Linked DNA regions of Pan troglodytes: region 2 is linked to region 1. The links are chromatin contacts, called in public Hi-C maps. All regions are on one chromosome and are shown on one strand. Each heading gives the region's core, a stretch centred on a gene start, on an enhancer-like site or on the middle of the called end of the contact. The rest is flanking DNA. Distances are from core to core; before and after follow the strand shown.

Region 1 (6,745 bases), core at 3,497-5,996:
GGCTAGCCTGGCTCATCTGAGTTTCAAGGAGGGCCTGCCTCACCAGCCCAGGCTGTTCTGGAACAATGGCTCCAGTCCCCAGCATGGGCGCTCCTGGCTCGCAACTCATCCGTTTCATATTCAGTTCATTTCTTTCTTTAAAACCACACTCCTGCCAAAAGTAAACCCATCCCTCCCCCTCTAGTCTCCCACCCCAATCTATGCCTCCCCACTCCAAGCAGCAAGTGATTCAGACTTCATGTGCACCTGACACTCAGAGGGAAACCAGATGACCAAGTCCTAGTGAGCCTCAGGATTGGTAGGGAAGAGGGGGCTTGGGCCGAATGGACTTTAGAGGATGGGGAAGTGTGGCCATAGCAAAGATTCTTTTAGGGGAGGTCCAAGATAGCAATGTGGGGAGAGTGCCTGGGGGGAATATCCCCAAACGGTCAGATATGGGGTTCCAGAATGTAAAAGTTGGAGACATGTAGAAAGGAAAGTTGAGGGCAGGTTCTAGAGGAATTAGAATATCAGGGTGGGGAGTTTAGACTCAGTTCTGAAGGCAGGAGGAAGGTGTGAAGGTTTTTGAGTCATCCAGAGGGAAGAATGGATGCCAGGAAGACTAGCTATTGGCTGTGGATAAGGTGGAGTTGAGAAGGGAGGGCGGAAAACAGCCTACTGCAATAGTCCAAGCAAGAGAAAATAGGGGCTGAAGAAAAGCAGTCATGGGGGTGGAGAAGAGGAGGCAGATTAAGAAGACTGGGCCAGATGTGTGACAGGGGGCAGTCATAAGGGCTAAAGAAGGGAAGTCATGGGGGTGGAGGGGAGGAGGCAGATTAAGAAGACTGGGCCAGATGTGTGACGTGTTGAATGGGGAATGAGGGAAACACAGCATGAGACCTTTGCCCTCTAAAAGTGATCTTTAAAGGTGTGCCAACCCCAAGACCTAGAAACACTTCCTTCCTTGGCTATTCTTCCTTGAATCACACGTTGTACAAATTGAAGCTTGTGATTGTCCCTTTTAAAGCGTTGGCCCTGCTCTTCCTATATGTCCACCGAGGGTTTATCCTGCTCTTCCCAAGACAGCCTCACTCCTCCAGATAAGCTGGGTGGGCATCTCAATCAGACCCAGAACCTACCCATGCCTGGACACCCACTGAGATCTTCCTCAAGAAGAGATGGGCACTGCTGACAACAGCAGGGCCTGTCCCCCAGATCTGGTACCACACTGCATCAGGCAGTACACTTGGCAATGTGGGACACCTGGAGGAGTTGTCCTAGGAGGCAACAGCTCTAGGCTCTAATGCCAGATCTGCCCCTGAATTGCTGCATCTCTCTTTAGCCCTCAGTCACCTCATCTATAAAATGGGTTTAGCAACATTTTACAGGCAGACAACCTCACATGATCCCCTCCAGCTAGGGCAGTTGTGATTTGGTGATAACATCACCCCCCCCAAGCCCTCTGGGCAGGGCAGGGAGAAGAAGAGTCCTGCACCCAAATGTGGACCCAGCTGTGAACCCCAGCTTTCTGTTCCACTGTACCACTCCTGGCAGCCAAATCTGGAGGCAGAGAATCTGCACCACCACCCCGACTCAAAGCTTACACCCCAGGACAAAGGCAGTCACTGAGAGCTAGTGAGTCACTTATTAGCCCAGTTCCCCTGGCACCAGGTGCAACACATCTCCCTCCTCCTGACCCATCCTTCAGCCCCTGGCTCCCACCTCTCAATGCCAATCAAGTTTTCACTCTGAAATCCAAGAGACCCAGAGGGTTGGGGGTTGATGATTGTATAATTTAAATGTTTAAAGTGCAACAACATAGCTTATCAAGACCAAGCAGATCCTCTGTGACCTAGCAAAAGCAGGGCAGAAGGAATGGTGTAGGGCTGGTAGTTTGGGGGACAGGTGAAGCCACGTGGTTTCCAGAGCCCACAATGGAAAGAAATCTGCTCATTTTATTTTTGACGGGCAGTGCCTCAGCATTTTTCTGTGCCTCTGAACCCATCCAACTGTGTCCAAGGCGCAGGCCTCTTTGCCTCTCTTCAGCTTGAATCTGTGAACAGAGAATAAGAGAGAAGGCTGAGCCACCCAAGCCACTACCGGGTGGGCAAAGCACAAGCCCCACCTCCTCCGGCTGCCAGGTCCCCTAAACTGCTCTTGCTGGGCCTTGGGCTCCCCTCTGTAAATGAAGTTGCTGCACAGGATGTGTGGTTTGCACGCTGGGGAACAGCCAAAGCACCAGGAGCTTATGAATTGAACTTCCTGGACCCCTCTCCTGGTTTCAGTTTGGTGTATCAGGGTGGGGCTGAAGAGCCTGAAAACATTCTGACGATTAGGTGGGATGAGAAATTCCCATCCTGGAATAGCTCTCTGCACCAACTTTAATGTTTCTGTGTCCATCTGGGGCCTTACTTGTTGCGTTGGACTCATGTGTTTGTGTGTGTGTGTGTGCGCGCACGCGCCTTGTGTGTGTGGGTGTGTATTTTTCTCTTCTGATCTGTCTACTTCCTAAACTGGACTATTGTCCAATCTATAGACCAACTCTATCTCTTACTCTCTGGTTGATCTTAGACAAATATCTCTACCTTCCTGAACCTCACTTTTCATGATAACAAAAATATGTGCCCCAAGAGGATCGACAGAGAGAATATGCATGAAAAAGCCTTAAAATACTGACTGGTATGTGAAAGCTACTCCAATTAAGTTTGTAAAGACCCTGTGATGCAGCTATGTTTATGACCCTTCACAGATAAGGAATACAGAAGGATACACAGATAATTCAGTACAAAGGAGTTACCTGTCCACGGTCACCCAAGACTATGGGTTCCAAATCCAGAGGCAGGAACTAATCCTGGTTCCCTTCCTCTTTCCAGTGCACAATAACCCCTCATGCTTTTGTTAAGCCTCTGAGCTCATAATGCTGGGATACAATACTTGGCACCTTGGAGTTTCAGGAAACACAAGTCACTGCAGGAGCACAGATGCATCCTTCCTCACACCTGCTAGGAAGCTCAGCGCTCCCTCTAGCGCCCAAGTGTGGCTTGCACCCAGGTGCTGGCAGCTCTGGGTTTAGAAACCTTATTCCGGTAAAATACTGTCATCTAGTGTCTACTCTTGTAATTCCAGGCTGGCGGGGTTCTGTTCTCTAGGGAGAGATTGAGCAGGTGATCACTTACATTAAGCCCTCATTGGAGCAGATGGAGCTGGTATTTCTGTAACACAGGATTGCCCTCAGGGAAATCTCTTGCTCCGCAAATGAGAAGCAACATCTGGAGAAGGGTACCTGCACTAGAAGAGAAACACAAATGATGGTTTGCATCCATTTCTCAACCTCTCACCTGTAGCACAATTTTTAAAAAACAAAAACAAAAAAAGCCTCCCAGGACAAGCCCTGGCTTGGGGACCACATCCAGACGGTGCCGGCATAGCTCTGTCTCATCAGCCACCTTGTTCTGGGGCTAGGTAAAGAGTCAGAAGATTGGGGTTCAGATCTGAGCTCCCCGCACCCCAGCTGAGTGGCCCTGAGGAAGATGTGCCTTCACCCTGGCCCCAGACTTCCCATCTGTAAAATAAAACTTTTTGGAGCCTGGTTTCTAAAGGCTCATCCAGTTTTGGTATTTCACCACATGTGCATGGTTCTGCCCCAGTATTCATGTCCAAGGGCTCTGGACCCCACACCCTGGGGACCTGGTTAGTCTGATGCAGGACACAGTGGTCCACAGTTCACAGACCTGATCTGGGGAAGATTAGGAATTGTTCGAGGAGTCCAAACTGATGAGATGACAAGGGAAGAGCTCCCAGGAACTAGCTAGCTGCCCTACTCAGTCTCTTGAATCCCCTCCTGCCCTGGTCCTTAGCTCTTTCCCAGCTCCCAACCCCCACTCTGTCCATTTGTGCATTCTCCTCCCACACCACATCCCACAAGAGACCTGCATTCCAATCCCAGCTTCTTTCTCCTAGTTTTTCTGTTTGCACCCCCTTTCATGCCTCTTACTAGGTTGGTATTCTCCAAACAGTCTTGGAGGGCAGACATCATCAACTCCATTTCACTGATAGAGAAAGTAGAGTTTGAGAGCTAAAGTGACTTGCCCAAGAGTGACCAATTGTTAGAGCCTGGTCTTGGCTTCTGACTCTACTTGGTGTCTGTCACACTGTAGAAGCTACACCCAGGCTCTCCTCTGGGCCTTGGGCCTCGGGCCTCCCAGCTTTACCCGAGTAACCTCACAGGTTCCCTTCTTTGGGTCTGGATGAAGCAGAGCCTCCTTGTACTGCAGCTGTCAGTTCAGTTCTCTGTGTTTGCCCCAACTCATGGTTCTCCTACTAGCCCTCACCCCCAGCCTGTCCAAGTTCACTACTCCTCCTCTTTAGGTAGGAAGAGGGGAGATAGAGTTGGTGAGTTCAAAGAGAAGCCTGCTCCAACCCCAGAGTGGCTGACCATGTTTCTGCCCTCCCCAGAGAGAAGCAAAATGATGCCTGCCACACTCACTGCTCTTGCTGTCCACATCTTCTGGCCACATCCCAGCTAGCAGCAAGCACACCAGGGCTGTGGTGATGATCTGCATGTCTTCTGGTCTGGCTTGGGCCTTCCTGGAGCAGCTTTGATGAGCCTGGTGAAGCTAAGAGCTCACCACTGTGCCGTCCTGCAATGCTGAGGGCTTTTATTTGAAAAACTCCACCCAAAACTCCAGGCCATGGTGGGAGCCACAAGTGGGAAGCCATAGGGACAGGGAACAGTTGCTCACACCCAGTGACCATGTGGTAAACTCCTTTCCCCACCTCTCCTGGGTGGTATTCGTGGTGGTGATGGATTGATAGGTTGCATTGGGAACTTCCCCAAGTGTGGGAGCAGATAAGAATCTTGAAAAAGTGCGTGGGAACTGTCCTGGTTGAGTGGGAAGCAAAGAAAAGTGAGTGAGAGGAAGTGGCCTGTGTGTGGCTTGTCCAACCCTACGTCATTCCATCCAAGTACTACTGCTTCAGGGCAGAAGAGTCTGGACCTGAACAGAGATACACCTGCATTTGAATCCCAGTTCTGCAGAGGAGGGATTACATAAACTTACCCAAATGAATATTCACACAAAATGCAAATAGCAATACATGTCTCAAGGATGTGCGATAAGAATTAAATAACATTCTCTATGTCCAGTGACTGGCCTAGATATTTGCCATTTCTATTTTTTCTATTTTTTTCAATCCTCAACACTTTTCAATAGCTTATTCTGTTCTAGGTCCTTGGTTAGCCCCAGGGAAGGCAGTTACCAATGAGGAGCACTGCCTGACCTCAAGCCACTTCTCTTCAATTCACAGATAAACAAGTGAAAGCCACCCAGTGTAAGCACGGAGATAGATGTGTTATATTGGGGTTACAGAGAGGACTGAGAGCTACTCAGCAGCATCTGAGAGTCCTGCCAGGGGAATTTTCCCTTTTTGTTTTTTTTTTTCTAGAGTCTCACTCTGTCACCCAGGCTGGAGTGCAGTGGCACAAACTCACTGCAGCCTCAAACTCCTGGGCTCAAGCAATCCTCCAGCCTCAGCCAGGGAATTTTTCCTTTTTGTTTTTTTTTTTTTCTAGGGTCTCATTCTGTTGCCCAGGCTGGAGTGCAGTGGTGCAAACTCACTGCAGCCTCAAACTCCTGGGCTCAAGCGATCCTCCCACCTCAGCCTCACAAGTGGGTGGAACTATAGGTGTGCACTACCTGGCCCAGATAATTTTTTTATTTTTTATTTGCATAGAGATGGAGTCTCACTGTGTTCCCCAGGCTGGTCTTGAACTCCTAGGTTCAAGCAATCCTGCCTCGGCCTCCCAAAGCGCTGGGATTACCAGTGTGAGCCACTACCCCAGCCAGGAGAATGTTCTTTAAGCAATATCTCCTGTGTGCTGATGTGGAGAGGGGAAAGCTAAGTAGAGGCAGGGTCTTCTATGAGGACAACAAGGCATAAGGGAGCACACTTCATTTCAAATCATCAGGAAAAGCAGAAGTGTAGGGTCCAAGGAGAGTGACAGGAGTGAGAGAGTGGTTGCAGAGAGATGTGGCTGTACAGCTACAGAGAAGACTGGGTCATAAAGATGTATGCAGTACTTGGAATAAAGAGTACTGCATAGTAGGTGCTCAAGAAAAAGTAGCTGAGCCGAATCTAGGCATTGAAATCATGAAGCCTGTGTGCATTATATAGAGTGATGGCTAGACTGATCTACTCTGATTGTGCAGTCTTTAGCTCAAAAACCTGCAGTGGCTCCACACCATCAATTGGATGGAGCACCGAGCTACTCACCTGGACATTTGTGGTTCTTCATGTCATGCCTCAGTGGATGCCAGCACATTCGGGTAATTGCAATTCTTGATTGCAAGTAACTGCCACTTGCTGTACTATCTCCGGGATTTTGCTCCTGCTGTAACCTCCACCTGCAGAGCCCACCTCTCTGTCTCACTCTCTGAACATCCTACCCATTGCAAATGTCATTGTCTCCACAAAGGCACTTCTGCCATATCTAGCAGATAGGATCTCAGCCTCTTGTGAGAACCCTCATGCCTGGATCGCCATACAATTCCTGCAACACTTTCCTTTAGCCCACACTCCAAACATGGAAATGTCCAAGTTGAAAGGGCTCTTCCAGACTATCTACAACAGTGGCTCTTGAAGCTTTTTGGGAGAGCTTTTGTAAAAATCTGAATATCTTAGTCCCATTTCAGAATGAGAATCAAAACACATGTGCATGTACATGTTGGAAAGAAAAAATTTTCAGGTAATTTTCTCAGACACCAGA
Region 2 (7,061 bases), core at 4,511-7,010, 430 kb before region 1:
GCCACAAATTGCTGAACTCAGAATGCACAGCAGTTCTGCAAAATGCACTGCTTCTCCTTGTGGCTGGACCTTACAATTATTTATAGGGAAAATGTTTTCTCTCTTATACACTTTCCATGTTTATAGAAGGAGGCTGTGGGGCCAGGGAGTGGGGCTCAGGGTTCAGGGATCACTGGCTAATAATGTCAGTTGGAAAGGGAAGTCTGCAAAGTGTTTGATATGTCAAACAGGTGTAAAAATGCTCTTAAGCCACCAATGAGGTGTGAGTTAGGGCAGAAAGAAGATACAAGAGTATGAGAGGGGAGGAGGGGCGTCCTGAGTTCTCAGCCCATGCTAGACTACAGGGAGTTTGAGTCTTAGACTCCTGCTTCACCATTGACTCCATTCCCTACCTCATGCCCACCCAGCAACTACATGGCAGAAGATACAGGGAAGAGAGCCCCGGACTCACAGGCAGAATGGGCTAGGTTCAGATCTCAGCTTCACTGCCACCAGCTGTGTGATCTTCAGCAGGTCTGAATCCCTGGCCCCTGCTCCCATCCCTCTCTTTATTTCTGTTTCCTCATCTGCTGAAACATCTAAGTTTCAGGTTTATGGGGCAGGTCAGAGAGCAAGTCTACAAAATGCTTATCACATGGCCTGGCCAAGAAAGCCCCTAATAAATGGCATTTGTCACCACTGTTGGTGGGAACATCACAATACCTGCCTCTCCTGCACTGTGCTGTGAGGAACAGCCCAGCGTGCTCCTCCTGGGGTTCTCCCCAACCCTGGAGTGAGGCTTGCAGAGTGGGCTTGCAAAGCAGCCACACCCATTTGCTCTGCTGGCTTAAGCAGGAGCCAGAGTCTGCTCCCCAGGGGCTCAGGATGGTGTCTGAAACAGAACACATGGAGTCCGCCAGGTGTGGCAGGAACTACGTTGACAAAACTCTCAGCACTACAAAGTGGATAAATTAGAGGGCAGAGAAAATGCATTCCTGCTAGGAAAGCATTCGCCATACACTTCCTTTAACTGGGAGCCTCTCTAGAGAATTTAAAGTCAAATTTCCACCTCCCAAAATTCTATTTCCCCGTAGGTATCTAGGAACTTGCCTAGTGTGAAGTGGATAACTGTGGAGACGCTGTCATCTTTCCCTTCATCCCATTTTCTCCCTTTCCTATGGGACTTTTTGATTTAATCTGGGCATTGTGGACAGCAGAGAGAGGATGCAAGTGCTGGTTGGCCATATGTGCTTGGACAAAGCTGCCTGCTGTCTCGGGCTGTTCAATTCACTGCTGCCGTGGCCTTGGCCCAGTGAGCACCCTGTCATTCTAAGTTACCCTCAACTGGAACCCAGACTCTGCAGAGGTGTGGTGGGCAGTGAAGGAAGAAGAGCAAGCTTCGTGATGACCATGCGGACACATGCCATGACAGTCACTTCTTGTTTAGTGCCTCCTGACCTCTACACTTCAGGCAGTCAGAGGTCAGAGATCCATCACGCCCACCTCCCAGCTTACTGTCTCTATACTCAGCTGAGCAGAAGAACTCAGGGCCAGTGTACCCAGGGCTGGGCTTCCTGCCTTCCCTGCTTCTCTGGCCACCATGCTGCAGGGTTGATGCCTCAGGCCTTTCCAGTGCATGGGCAGAGAAAGGGTTGAAGGCAGCAGATCTGGATTCAAGTCCAGCTATGTGACCTTTGCCTGGTTCCTTAACCCTTCCAATGCTCATTTCTCATCTGTAAGAGGGAGGTGGTCATATCTCCATACCAACTTGCACAAGGGTTGAATGAGGAGAAGAAAATAAGCGCCAAATGCACTGAAGGCACCCCATGCATGACACTTCTCCTCCTCCCCTCCAGGGAAGGCCAATGGTAACCCAGAAATCACTGGACCACAGCATTCAAATGACCACTGAGTCCCTGCTTCTGGTGTACAGAACAAAGGAGAAGGCCACATAGAGCTTCTTTCTTCCAAGACTGCAGAATGGGGATTAGACCTCTCAGGGGAGTGTGGTGCAAGTCACAATAGCTCTCTTCTCCCAATAACTGCGGCCATGTGGCCTCGTCTGCTGCCCAATGTGACCTCAGCCTCAAAGCCCCACTCCTACCTTAGAAAGGTTGGGTTGAGGATCCCCCACTCCACATTCTGGGATTGGGCACCACATTCCCCTCATGGCTGGGGCAGCTCTGCTTCCATGGCCCAGGTTCTTCTAAATCCAATTCTGGGTGTCTACTTTCCAAATCCTCCCAGACTGGGGCTCAGTTTTGACTTGCCCTGGCCATTCTTGTGCCCATGGTATGGAGGCTGCAGTCCATTGACAGCACTGTCACTCCCCTTTTCCACCCTGCTCTACCCAAGACTGCGTGGGTGGCCACTGGATTTCACAATACTTCTTTGGCCAGTGGAAGATCTGAGCTATAGCAATATTTAAAAGATCTTAAGAAGTCACAAAATGTGTATGTGCCCCGCAACGACAAGACTTTTTTTAGATGCAGAAGGCTCTAACTCTAATAAATTATTATCCAAATACAGGAAATAATCATTGTTAACATTAGTAGATCTCTTGCAGTGATGTTTTGGGAGCCCCATAGACTATCATCGAAGTCAGGGGGTTCTTGAACTCGGTTAGGTGGTTGAGTGCCTGAAAGTTTGTGTCCTCTTTACAGAAGCAAAAATACTGTTATTTAATTCAATTGAGAGGTCTAAAAATACAAATGTAGGTCACCCTATTTTTATGTTTTGAGCACTTATGTATTAAGTGCTTTATATGGAGTAGTTCACTTAATCCTCACAAAAACCTTGCGGAAGTATTACAGGTTAAGTCTCCCTTATCCAAAATGCTTGGGACCAGACGTATTTTGAATTTTGAACTTTTTTTTGGGATTTTTGAATACATATTTGCATATAGATAATGAGATATCTCGGGGATAAGCCACACGTCTAAGCACAAAATTTATTTGTGTTTTAATATACCTTATACACATAGCCTGAAGATAATTTTATACAGTATTTTTAATAGTTTTGTGCATAAAACAAAGTTTGTGTACACTGAGCCATCAGAAAGCAAGGGTGTCACCATCTCAGCCACCCATGTGGACAACCTGTGGTTGCTTTGTGTCACCATTATTCCTGACTCTGAATTTTGATGCTACCTAAAGCAACCATTTTCTTATACTGATTCATGCATAAGTACTTAAGAGTAAAAAAATAGGACAGACCATTAATACGGTGGGAAAAATCATGTATTCGGGGTAACCAAGCAGCACAGTAGCATCACCAGAATACCTGTATCTGCTATTAAGCAAGAGCAATAGCAAACAATGGCAGGCTGATTAAACCGTGTGTTGTGTGCCTGCATGTTGACTGTGACTCGTCACATGAGGTCAGGCACAGAATTTTCCACTTGCACTGTCATCTTGGTGCTCAAAAAGTTTTGGATTTTTTTTTTTTTTTGAGACAGAGTCTCGCTCTGTTGCCCAGACTGGAGTGCAGTGGCACAATCTCTCTGCTCACTGCAAACTCAGTCTCCTGGGTTCAAGAGATTCTCATGCCTCAGCCTCCTGAGTAGCTGGGATTACAGTCATGTGCCAACATGCCTGGCTAATTTTTGTATTTTTAGTAGAGACAGGGTTTCACCATGTTGGCCAGGCTGGTCTCAAACTCCTGGCTTCAAGCGATCCTCCCACCTTGGCCTCCCAAACTGCTGTGATTACAGGCATGAGCCACTGTGCCTAGCCTCAGTTTTGGAACATTTTGAATACTGGATTTTCAGATTAGGGATGCTCAACCTGTATGATCACTCACTAAGGTCTGAATGCTGGTGTCCTCCCCAAATTCTTATGTTGGAAGAATTGACTCTCCAATGTGAGAGTAGTAAGAGGTGGGTGGGAGATTTGGGAAAGTGAATAAGCCATGAGGGTTACATTCTCATGAAGAGAAATAGTGCTCTTATAAAAGAAGTTGAAGGGAACTGCTTCACCCTTTCTGCCATGTGAAGACACAGCAATAGGCACTATCAATGCAGCACAGAGGGAGCCTTTCCAGACACCTGATCTGCTGCTGCCTTGATCCTGGGCTTCCCAGCCTTCGGGACTGTGAGCAATACATTTCTACTGTTTATAAATTACCCAATCTATGGTATTTGTTAGAGCAGCCCAAAAGAATTAAGACACTATTATTTGTTGTCATTTCATAAATGAGCAAATTGAGGCTCAGGGAGGTTAGTTCACTTGCCCAGTGTCATTCAGCAAGTTGGGAAGCAGTGAATCAAACCCAGAAAGTCAAATCAGTTTCGCTGCTTTTATTCCACAGTTCCTGCCCTCCCCTGCCTACCCCTGAGAATCAGAAGCAATGTCATCAGTTAGATATGACTATGTTATGCATAAGCCATATCAAATTACAGCCGTTAACACATGGGTTGACTCACACACAAACAACATCTCAAATCTAGGCAAGAGGTATCAGCTGTTTGATAATATTTGTCCGCTAATTTTGCTAATTGTGTGCTCATTTGTCATCCTCTAGTGAGTGACAGCAGGCAAACAGTAGGAGGCACCAAAGGTTTAAGAAAAACATATGGGAGAAAAGCTTAACTGGGAGGCTTTTCTGTCTTAGCTTTTTCGTTTTTTTCCCCCTGCCAACTGGAAAAAAACCACAATTATTGCATTTCTGAGACAGAACTACCTGCTCTGGTTCATGGAAACCCATGTTATTTCAGAGATGCCACCCTGCTGCCCATTGGCGATCTTTCAAAGGTGCTCTCCTGGTGTTCTAACTCAATGTGCTGGACAGTTGTGCCTCTTCCCACCAGCACAGTGTCCTGGTACGGCAGGGACTCTGCAGCGTGGGGGGCAGGGGCACTTCAGGGGTGGGTGGTAAAAGCTGACCAGAACTGTGCAGCTCTGTTGTGGTTCCCACCCTTTGTGGAGAATCACTGCTCTAAGGTGACCCATGCCTCCTCCCATATCCTCTACACCTATGCTCTTTATGATATGACCCACTCTTTGGTTGGACTAGGGTCAACAGCTGGCCCAAGTGCAGCCAAACCATAGACTGGACAGGAAGCAAGGGCTCTGAGCTTCACCTCAAAAGATGAACTGTGCCTGTCAGACCCCTCTCTTGGAAATGTAGTGTCAGGGCTCCGGAGGGGTGGAGCTTCTGCACTTCAGGGGTACATGGGGGTGAGCTGGGCAATGGCCACAATGGACCAGAGTTCTCGGGGTGCAGGAGCCATGTGTGAGTCCAGGGAGTCAGCGGGTGCCAGCAGGAAAATGGAGCAGATCCACAGATGGAGGAGGGGATGTCAGGGGAGAGATGAGACTCTGAGGGACCAACCAGGCAAAATAGAAGTTTGCAGCAAGTAATAGTAGTAGAAGCCTGAAAGTCTGTTAGGTAACCGAGGCTGCAAACATCAGCCTTTCCTGCTCCTGGCCCGTTTCTGGGAGGTCTGCATGTAGGGAGGCGCTCGTTCTTGGATTCTCATGACATTTTCCTTCTTCTTTCTTGGCATCTTTATCATGACCCACCCACTCTCATGCTTTTACTCAAACCAGATAGCACTGCCTTAACGAGGGTGCACAAGAACGCTATTTGAGTTGCTGGGGCCTAAACTGCCTCAGTAAGTGAATCTCTGCCTCCCCTCAGACCCCCCATTGGATGGTCAGAATCTGCAGGAGACTGGCTCAGCTCACCATTCCACTGTTTTGTTCCCTCATTAGCTCTGTTCCCCGGTTAGCTCGCCAGCCCCTTTGCCTTGCCCCGCCCTCCCAGCCACTGCCCCCGACCGAGCTGTTTACATGGCTTTCTACATTTGGTTAGTGCTCACTCCCAAGTTCCCAACCTCCTACTTGACTGTGTCTCCCACTGTGATCCTTTCCTTAGCTCCTGCGGAGCCTGGGCTCATTTACATTTCACTCACCAACCTCATTTAGGTAATTTTCTACAGTTAATTCAACGTTCACCAAGTAGCCCTGGATTGCATTTGCATTCATCACCTTCTGGGGCTCGGAAGCATTTCAGAGTATAGAGGCTTCCCTGCTGAGATCCCCACTTACGCAAATGCAACAACAAATCTCGTGGGCTCTGAGCAGAAGATCCCGCTGCAGGGTCAGCCCAGTATTCTCTTCTGACAGCAGCCTCAGGAGGACAGGAAGTGCCCTTTGTCCTGCCAGTCTTGTCCAAGGAGGAGGTGCCCTGACCCTGGCCTTCCTGTCTCCTATTAATTCATTGTGAATCCATCTCTAGGTTTACTGCCTGCCGTGCAAAGCATTTCCTTCACCTTAGCCAAAATAGCCTAAGCTTCAGGGGGTGCCATCTAGTGCCTGTATTATTACAAAGCTTGGGAAGTAGAAAATATACGATAAAAGGCTTCACAATATCAGAATTGAAAAGGTGTGGTTGCTTGTGAACACAGTCACAGAGAATCCTTGGCTCATAACAAGCTACTTCTTGGTCTCCACTTTGCTAACTGGTGGTGGGCGTCATGGCTATAAGACTCTCAAACCAGCACAGCAGGCCTCACTGTCGATGGGTGCTGTACAGGACCAACTTTTTGCTTTAGTCTTCTACAATTGTTCAGGTTAGTAAAAGAAAACTTGTGATAATAGAAGTTTGCAGCAAGTAATAGTAATAGAAGTCTGAAAGTCTGTTAGGTAACCGAGGCTGCAAACATCAGTAATCTGTCTTTATCCGCAAAGCAGGGAAAACTGGATTCTATCACTTATGGGTTTCCCCTGCCTTTGTTGTATTTCAGGAATTACTGGAAAGAAATTGTCTGACCTGGCTCCTTTTGTGTTTCATTTGGGCCTCAAAGGCCGTATATATGTAAGAAGAATGTCACTGCCTATGTCAAGCTTTCTGGACAGAATTCTAGAAATTCACCTGTAGCTTGTTCTTATTCCATATTGTGCCACCCTTTCACAACCCTGGTTCAGTTTGTTTTAAGATTTTCTATCCAGGATCTCAGTGGCTGAGATGTTAGTCCCCATCGTGCTTCAGGTAGTAGAATAAGGGCTGGAGACCAGAGCCTGGGCCCACCATCCCACCATCGCTGTCTGTGAATATGCCTCATGCTGTGAGCAACACAA

The links. A called contact is a pair of places that touch in the nucleus more often than the background predicts.
Region 2: a Hi-C map of induced pluripotent stem cells shows a contact between it and region 1, with 1.9 times the contacts expected there. The contact joins the enhancer-like site here to the promoter of CCL1 in region 1. A contact is called at or near these places in 1 of 7 Hi-C or Micro-C datasets (induced pluripotent stem cells) and 1 of 1 other capture datasets (stem cell-derived neural stem cells).

Annotation. Positions count from the first base shown.
Region 1 is chr19:33,243,369-33,250,113 of NHGRI_mPanTro3-v2.0_pri, reverse strand. It overlaps CCL1 (C-C motif chemokine ligand 1), which reads right to left and starts at 4,746. Exons shown (of 3, transcript XM_003315525.5): 1 at 4,466-4,746; 2 at 3,156-3,267; 3 at 1-2,032. The coding sequence starts at 4,541. The coding sequence ends at 1,930.
Region 2 is chr19:33,674,895-33,681,955 of NHGRI_mPanTro3-v2.0_pri, reverse strand. The region is part of intron 1 of ASIC2 (acid sensing ion channel subunit 2); the gene reads right to left. Among named protein-coding and RNA genes, the nearest start is that of ASIC2, 230 kb to the right of the region's middle. Within about 2 kb of position 5,760, at least 5 of the 24 cell types and tissues checked have an H3K27ac peak or open chromatin away from gene starts, as enhancers often do. A contact at or near this core is called in induced pluripotent stem cells, where this site is marked.